Linked DNA regions of Neogale vison: region 2 is linked to region 1. The links are chromatin contacts, called in public Hi-C maps. All regions are on one chromosome and are shown on one strand. Each heading gives the region's core, a stretch centred on a gene start, on an enhancer-like site or on the middle of the called end of the contact. The rest is flanking DNA. Distances are from core to core; before and after follow the strand shown. Region 1 overlaps CAPZB (F-actin-capping protein subunit beta). Region 2 holds the start of NBL1 (neuroblastoma suppressor of tumorigenicity 1).

Region 1 (4,175 bases), core at 1,018-3,517:
ATTTTATAGGACTCTTGAGATACAAAAAAAATAGGAAAGTAAATAATCTGACCAAAGACTATTATTGATTTTAGTAACAAAAATAAGTACTAAAAATAAACAGGTCCGTGAATTCTCAATAAAGCTGTTCCATAATAAAAATATACATGATTAACGCTAACATTTCGAGAATGTGGGTGAAGAGTACACAAGAATTCTTTGTAACAATCGGAGCAAAGGAAGCCTCTTTCCCCGTGAGAACCACAGCCTCCTGCTGAGCCATAAGGGGCCACGGGGCCAACCCACTGCAGGGCCCGTGAGGGCCCAAAGGCTGCACACAAGGTCTGCTCCCCTGCCCACTGGGGTTCCAGCCCGCCGCAGCCACCACGTCCTGTCCCTGCCTCTCCGTCCCCACAGGCTCCATGGTGATTAAGCTGTCCAATAAGATTCACCCCACTGCCTACCCTCACAGCCCCGGTCACCCTGGGAGGTGGGGCTGGCGCAGTGGACGCCCGGTGAGTGGGCCTGCTGGACAGACGCACGGAGGGACCAGCCCCAGGCCAGTGCAACGCAGAGCACACACACGATGGGCGGGTGGACGTGGAACAGAACTCAGAGATCCAAGTTCCCTAGGAGTCACACCAGCACCACTGAGGGAAGAGCAGCCCAGCTAACGTGATCCCAGTCCTGCCGGACACAGAGGGCTGCTCCAGCACTCGGCTTCCCCCTTGGTTGGCTTGTAGGGAGAGCAGCCCCACATCAAAAGGGAAGCAACAGCTCTAAATCTGCAGCTTCTCTCATGCTGGTCTGAAGGAAGGGCCAATAATCCCTTCTTGCCGCTGGCCATCCAGGAGTAAAGGCAGACACCCAGTGGTCGTTCTCCCCCTTCTGCTCCCCACAGCGTGTAGCCCGATCCCCATGACCAGAGAGCGGCACTGGTCTTGTCTAAGGCCCCACGCCCTCTGTGTGCCAGGATACCAGGGAAAGCAGGCCAGGCTGCCCCAGAAGGGAGCCCAGAGAGACTCTGGGGACCCAAGAGCCCCTGATGATGTCCCTGGAGAGCTGCTCCAAAGCGCCAGGCATCTGCAGTCCATCCCCTCTGTCCTGTCCCTTAGATTTATTTTCTTCCGGAAAATGAACAACCGCATTATGTTTTATAAGGTGGAACTGGCCGTTTCCACTCCAACGCCCCACCCAGTGGCCCGGCTCCCACTCCGGGCAGCTTCTCCCTGGCATCCTCAGCTTCCTCTGTGGGCCACAGTGACCGGACCCAAGGTGCCAAGATGCTGGAGACCTGGAGGGCAAAATGCAAACTTAACTCTGACCTCTGCTGCTCTTCTTTTCTCCAAAACTAAGCAATTCATTGCAAGGACATTCTAAAACAGGGAACAGAACACCATACATCAACTTATCCCATAAATCTCATTTTTCCAAATCCCCTTCCAGTCTTTGTCCAGATGCCTAACTTTTACGGAACGACAAGCAGAGCCACGGTGCCGTGTTGAGTGCAGCCTCCGTGCTTGGCAGGGACTCGTTAGCGCTTCTCCGGGGAGCCACACGATCTCGGTAATTGTTTTTCGCAGCTGAGGTCGCATTCCACCAGCTAGTACCCTAATTTACAGTAGATCGGATCTGCCACAAAGGAATGGCAGCCGAGTCGGAGGCGATGCTGTCGTCCTGGCTTGGAATCTACTCCCTCTCCCGTAGTCAGGGTGTTCCTTAGCGGGGTGAGGCGGGCGTGCTGAGACCGGGGCTCCGCAGGCAGGGCCCCGACACCACAACAATTCAACAACGGACCCGCATTCCATTCACCAAAAGGCATCTCCAGAGACCGGGGCAGCAGCAAGTCTCAACCTGATGCTCCAAGACAAAGGGAGCACAGGACTGTGCCACAAGGAAGGGCCGGTTCGGGGTCTCCCAGAAACACCAGCCTCTCTGGCAAGTGCCGTCAGGGCCGTGGTGAGCAGGCCGGTGGCAGGGTGACTGCGGGGCATACAGACAGCCCCCCATTACATGGTTTACGGCTCTGCTCTGCGAGTGAAGCATTAATTAAAGAGGGACCTCAACAAGTTTTTGAAAATTTATTCTTACCTACTGTACTTTGATCATAATGACATGAAACAGGAAAAAAATAATTTTTATGTGGCTCACATTTATGAGTTTTTACATAAAGGCTTTTGTGGGTATTTTAAGAATGTGCTAAAATGTTGTCTGAAACCACATGAAGCCATCTGAGGAGTCGCCCGCCAGAACTAACAGCTCACACATGGAAGCACTTTAACTGGCCTTTGTATACTTAATGAGTCAAATAGTATTAATATTGTTTAAACGCTAACATGCCATTCCAATAAGGTGGCTCCACCACTGCCACCGCCCCGCGCCTGGGCCCTTGCACATCGACGTGAACCAACGACCAAATGGGGCCCGGGACCGAGAGCGGGCTACAGAGGAAGCCACCTGGCCCTACCCAGGGCTCTGCCAGTTCTGGATCGCTTCATAGGCCCCAGCCATGGAGGGCGGGGGGACAGGTCCGGCACCGAAGGCCACGGCACTGCTGTGTGAGGCAAGGCCCGGAGTTCCTGCGGTGAATGCGCTGGTCAGAGAACGTTACTGCACAGAGGCCCAAAGACAAAAGCACAGGCTCTTCTTAGGCCTGAAACCCACAGCCAGTGAAGAGGTAAATGACCCTGGAGGAGCACCCCAGCCCCTGGGAGGGCTTGACCCATGAGGCAGCGGGGCCTTGGGAAGCTCCAGGAACACAGCTGGGGGAGAACGACAGACCGGAGTCCGACAGAGGAGCAAACCCATTCAACCACACACAGTCTCGGCAGCTTCCAACACCTTCCCAGTAACGGAAAACACTAACTTTCTGGTTTTTTTTTTCCACTTGCCCCCCCGCCCAATATTTTATTTGTTTAAATGATTTTTCTCAAAGAAAACTCTGCTCCCAACATGGGGCCCGAACTCACGACCCAGAGCTCAAGGGTCGCGGGCTCCACTGCTGGGAGTCAGCCAGGCGCCCCGAGGGTGAAGGTGCCCTAAGGCAAATGGAAGGGCAGGGAATTCAGACAGCGGGCACCAAGGAGCCAGGGTAGCTGTGCGCTGGCTCCCGAAGTCAGGCCATCTGGAAACCGTACTCGATTTCAACACGCAGATACGGGCTCTGTAAGCTCAGGATCAGGGCCCCACCGACCCAAGCTGGTCAGGGAGCACGTGGCAGGGCTAGCTCTGCAGTAGCACAATGACAATGAAGCACCTGGTCACGTTTACACTCTATCATCAGATCCCTGAACGTGGACCAACTAAAAGGCCAACGTGCCAGTTAATGGTCCTGTCCTCGGAGTTCAGCATCGTTTCTCCCAGAAAATGACTCCTGCTCTTGAATCATGTCACAATCACGGACACGGATTCTGTGTCCATAATTCTTCAACTATAGGACCCCCCCCCACCAAGGGGGACGGGGAGAAAAGAGGGAAAACATAACACTTCCTGCGCAAAATGACCTACTTCACCAAAGAGAGGAGGAAAGAAAATACCCCAGCCCCCGAAGCTTTATGGAGTGTGCGAAGCCAGGCCGTGTGTGAAGCCCTAGCACGGACGCTTGTTCCGGGAGCGTGAGCTGTGAGCCTGCATCACCCAAGCCCCAGTCTCCGCCAACACCGAGCTGCACACCCAACGGGGAAGATGGGACTGGAAAGGGCTGTGACGTCGTTGGCTTTCACTCCTTCCTTTCAGATCCCCTCCAGGGAGAAGAGCCAAACCTGTGCTCCCAAGATGGAGGCCCTCAGCAGGTGAGGAGTCACCTGCCACGACCCTCCCGGTTCACCCCAGCCAGGACACACCTGCTGGGGCCCGGCCCCGGCTGGCTTCACTCAGATGTGACCTTTTTGCCACATGGGAGCTGGGCCAGGAGGCTGGAACAGACGCAGAGGCCCATGCCATCACTCCCAAGCCCCCAAGACAAGTCTGGGGCATCATAAGGTGAGCACCCCCCTCCCCCGATGCTGGAGTGTGAGGGGGCGTCACTGAATATGCCAAGAGAAAGGTAAGGAATATTTATTTGGCACCAGTGTGATGCCAAAGACTGTTTTCCCATTTGCAAAACGAAGGAGCTGGATTGTAGGCTCAGGGGTCATGTCCAGTCTGTTGTGCTTCTGGGGTCTCGCCGAGGAGCAGCAGTGAGACTTGAGGGACAC
Region 2 (4,061 bases), core at 471-2,970, 220 kb after region 1:
CAGCAAGGCTAGGCTCTGCAGGTCGTGGTCATCCAACAGACAGTAGCTGGCCTCATCTCCTGCTGTGTGACTTTAGGCCAGTTACTTAACCTCTCTCTAGGTTTTTCTCCTTTCCCTGATAAAATGGGGGATAACAATACTGTTTATCTTCTAGAGTTATTGTGCGGGTGGCAAGTGCCTAGAATGGGAGCAGGCACCCAGTCAGGGGCTCAGTATGTGTGAGCTCTTGTGATTATTATTATACATACGAATACCCATCATAAGTAAGATACACATTCTATATCGTAGGATTGTTATTCTTGTATTCTCCTGGAACACTTCTCAATGGCGGTTAATAATTACTTCCATTCAGCCAAATACATCGGGGACACGTCCTTAGACACTGGGGACACTGAAATAAACCAGCCATCACTGCCCTCACGGTGCCTGTGGTCTAATGGAGGAAAGAGATGTGCCCAGCCAGCTAGAAATTGCCAGTCTGGGAAATTGCCAGACTTCTTTTCCATGCCAAGGATCACACCTGAGGAAGGAGAGGTTTAGGCTGTCCGAGGGTCTTGGGAAGTCTTTCCAATCTGGTGCTCAAGGAATGACTTTGCCAGGAGAGGAAAGGAGAAGGGAACTGCAGGCAGAGGGAACAGCATAAGCGGGAGCTAGGAGGCATGGGGATGCGTCTGGGTTTGGAACCACCGGAGCACACCGTGGAGTTACCAGCAGACTGCCTGGTGCCACCCGGGATGCTCGGCCACCCGTGACAACCATCGGTCTGGGGTAAAGTAGACGGACACGCACAACTCTGGCAGAAAGCAAAATGTGCGGGTCCCCCGATTGTGTCCTGGGCTGCCACTTTCCAGGAGCAAAGCTGTTTCCTCGTTCCCCTGAGAGCACACGGATCAGAGGAGGCACACCCGCCACCCACCCAAGTGCGGGCTGATGAGTTGGACCGCCGAGGAGACGCTGGGCGCCGGGCCTGCGTCCTGCCCTTCCCGGGAGCCGGAGAAGCGAGTCCGTTGGTCGGCACTCTCGTTCTGTAGAGTCCTTCCGGGGCTCTCACCCCCTTCTCCGGTTGCCCACACCAGTGCCTGAGCTGAGAGGAGGCTGGGCGGAGGGTGAGGGGCAGAGCCGGACCTGACCTGCCCGAGAGCCGATAGGTGGGGCGCCCCACGGGACTGCAGAGCCGGGACGGTCGCCCGGTGCCGGGACTCGGTGGACTGGAGCGCCACAGCCTCGGAGCAAGCCCGCAACGCCCGGGTCCCCGCAAAAAGGAAGACCTCCATCTTTGTCACCCCGAGGCCTGGCCAGGGTCGGGAAAAGTTAGGCGCAGGGAAGTTGGGCGCGCAGAGAAAGCCGGCGGAGGGCGCTTGAGAAGGGGTCGGGGCGCCGGGTTCTCTGCCCGCTGCCCGGGGACGCCGGCCCTGGCCGCCCCGCAGCTCCGCCGCGCCGTCGGATCGCCGCGCAGGCCGGCCCGAGGCTCGCAGGCGGGGAGAAGGGCCGGGCCGGGCGGCCGGGGCGCCCCCTCCCGCGAGCCCGGAGGGAGCGGCCGTGCGCGCCCGCCCGCTCTTTCTTTTTCGCGTCCCTCCCTCCGCTGCCCCCGCCCTCGCTCCCTATTTGGAGCGGAGACACCCCTGACGTCGGAGCCGCTCCGCTCACCGCTCCCCCGCACCGCGCGCCCGCCCGGGGCCGCAGACGGCGCGCAGCGCAGCCCAGCCGAGCCTCGCGGGGCCGCCGCCAGCCCTGCCGGCCGCCTCCCGAGCCTCCCGGGGGCGCCGGGCCTGCCGCCCCCCGCGGCCCGCAGACAGCTCCGCGGGAACCGGCGGGCGCGCCGCGCTCCTCGCCGCCGCCGCCGCCGCCGCCGCCGCGCGCGGTAAGTCCCGCCCGGGCCGGCACGCGGGCGCCCGGCTTCCAGAGGCTTCGGCCGCAGGGGCAGCGCCGCGCCCCCGGCCAGCCCGGCGGCCCCGGGACACGGTGCGGAGGCGCCTCCGGACGCCGGGGCTGGGGACGTGGGCGCGGCTCGGGGTGGCTGGGGGCACCGCTGCGCTCCGAGCTCGTCCCCGGACTCGCCGGGGGTTTCCACCGCTTGGTGAGAGTTTCGGCGGCCGGGAGAGGAAGGGAGGGAGGTGCGTGGCGAGCGCACGCCGGGCGGGTCGAGGGCGGGTCGGGCCGCGCGGGCGCCGGGGCAGCTGCCGGAGTTCGGCCGCGGGGCTGGCGCGTCTCCCCGGCTCTGCCCGGGCCTCGCCGCGCTGCGAGCCGCTCCGCTGCGGTACGTTTCTGCCTCCTTTTTGTCTCGCTCCCTTTCTGTCTCCCCATCCGACTGCTCGTGTCTCTCGTCTCTCTGTTTCCGTCCCCCTCTCTGTTCGGTCCCTTTCTTTCTGTTTCTTCTCCCCTTCTGCCTTCGTGTTCAGCCTCCCTGGGTTTATGCCTTTATGTTCTCTGTCTCTCCGTTCTGCCCCTCTGGGAGGGGGTACCTTTGTGTCTGTGCATCCCCCTGACCCCCCCACCCTAAAATTCAGACAGCCCCCCAGTGTCAGAAGCACGAGCCCCCGCAGTGGGGTTCATGAATAGTTTCCTAGACCCGGTAAAAGACGAGTAAACCCTCCCCCTACCTTCCGCCTGCCCCCGGGGCCTGGCCTGGGTCATCCCCCTGGAATTGAGTCTGGGGCAGAGGGAGCCAGCCTTTCCGGGGGCTCAGGGGGCTCAGTTTTCTTAAGAATTCCCCCCCTCGAGGCGGCCGGGACAGCGGGGCCCCGCTGCCGGCCACCTGCCCGCCCCGCTCCCTGGGCGGGGCGATTCTGATATTTTACAAGCCGCTGTAAAGGGGGCAGCTGCCCGCCTTGGCAGGGGGTTGGCAGACATCAGGGGAGAAGGGCACATTTGCAGGCTTTCTGAGGCCCTCGTCCAGCTGGAGGACACTAGCCTGTAACTACGGGAACCCCAGGAAAACAGAGGTCAGGGCTGGAGGCCAAAGGCTGGGCGCTGGCTGGGGAGGGGAGTGGGGAAGCAATTTGTCAACAAGGAGCCCCTCACCCTTTGTTACTGTGGAAACCCCAGCCTCCAGAAACTCCCCCAGATGCTGGGGCTGCTTGGGTGTGGTTTGCCTTCAGTTGGGGCCAAAGGAAAGGCAAGACCAGAGCATTTCCTTGGTGACCCTTGCCCCTCTCCCCCCCAACTCCTGCAAGCTGGACCTCTTTCTCCTGGGCCTGTGCCTGGGAGGGGTGGATGGGGAGAGTAGGTGGTCTGCATTAGCCACGGGTATATCCTCATTCTTTTCAAGTGAGATTTCAGACTGAGTTTGGCTCTTTCTCCCCACCCCCAGCCCCAAGGGTCGGAGGCTGCAGAGTGGGCAGGGATGCCGGCGAGGTCTGCAGCGGGGCTTCTGCTGAGCAGATGTGCAGCGGGCCCGGCAGCAGCTCATTAGCATAGATTTGTTTTGAGACAGTTTTGGGTCTGTGGGCAGGAGGGTCTGCAGGTGGGAGAGCCCTGGCCTGGGACGGGGGGCAGTGGGGGGGTGGTTTGCTGTGGCCCAGAAGCGGGACCTGCCTGGCAGAGGCGGGCAGGCCTTGGGAGCATGGGCCTGGCTCTGGGCGTCCACCCCCCGGGACAGTTAGTTCATGCTCTGCCAGCGCCTAGGGCCGAGGGGAGGAAGGAAGCCACCCCGCGGTGAGACTGGGGTCATGGAATCACAGTGGCCTTAAGCAACACGCCGGAGCCAGACTGCACTTGAGGGAATCTGCTTACATGGACCTTCCCAGGCCATGCTCACTCTTCTGGAGGGGACCAATGTGGGGCTCGGGGAGGCAACGCAAATGTTCAGGGGCTCTGTCTGTAACTCCTAGACTTGACCGTGCCCGGGGACACAGTGAGTCAGTGGATGGGCTTGGGCCTGAACTTGCCCTTGGACCCCAGAGCAGGCCCAGGAGAGCCTACTGAGAGGAGCGGGGCTGGGGTCTGACGCCTCTTGGCCGGAGTCCCAGAGCGACCTTTCCAGCTGCACCATTCAAGGAAGTCCCTGCGCTCCTTCCAAGACCTGCAGGGACTGCCCCACCCTGGCTGAGCCCAAGCCTGGG

Evidence for each region. A called contact is a pair of places that touch in the nucleus more often than the background predicts.
Region 2: a Hi-C map of fibroblasts shows a contact between it and region 1, with 5 times the contacts expected there. The contact joins the promoter of NBL1 here to the enhancer-like site in region 1. A contact is called at or near these places in 2 of 3 Hi-C or Micro-C datasets (fibroblasts and muscle).

What each region holds. Positions count from the first base shown.
Region 1 is chr2:13,914,289-13,918,463 of ASM_NN_V1, forward strand. All of the region lies in intron 4 of CAPZB (F-actin-capping protein subunit beta), which reads right to left. Among named protein-coding and RNA genes, the nearest start is that of SLC66A1, 43 kb to the left of the region's middle. Within about 2 kb of position 2,268, the one cell type or tissue checked has open chromatin away from gene starts, as enhancers often do. A contact at or near this core is called in fibroblasts, where this site is marked.
Region 2 is chr2:14,137,755-14,141,815 of ASM_NN_V1, forward strand. NBL1 (neuroblastoma suppressor of tumorigenicity 1) reads left to right here and starts at 1,721. Exons shown (of 4, transcript XM_044237308.1): 1 at 1,721-1,861.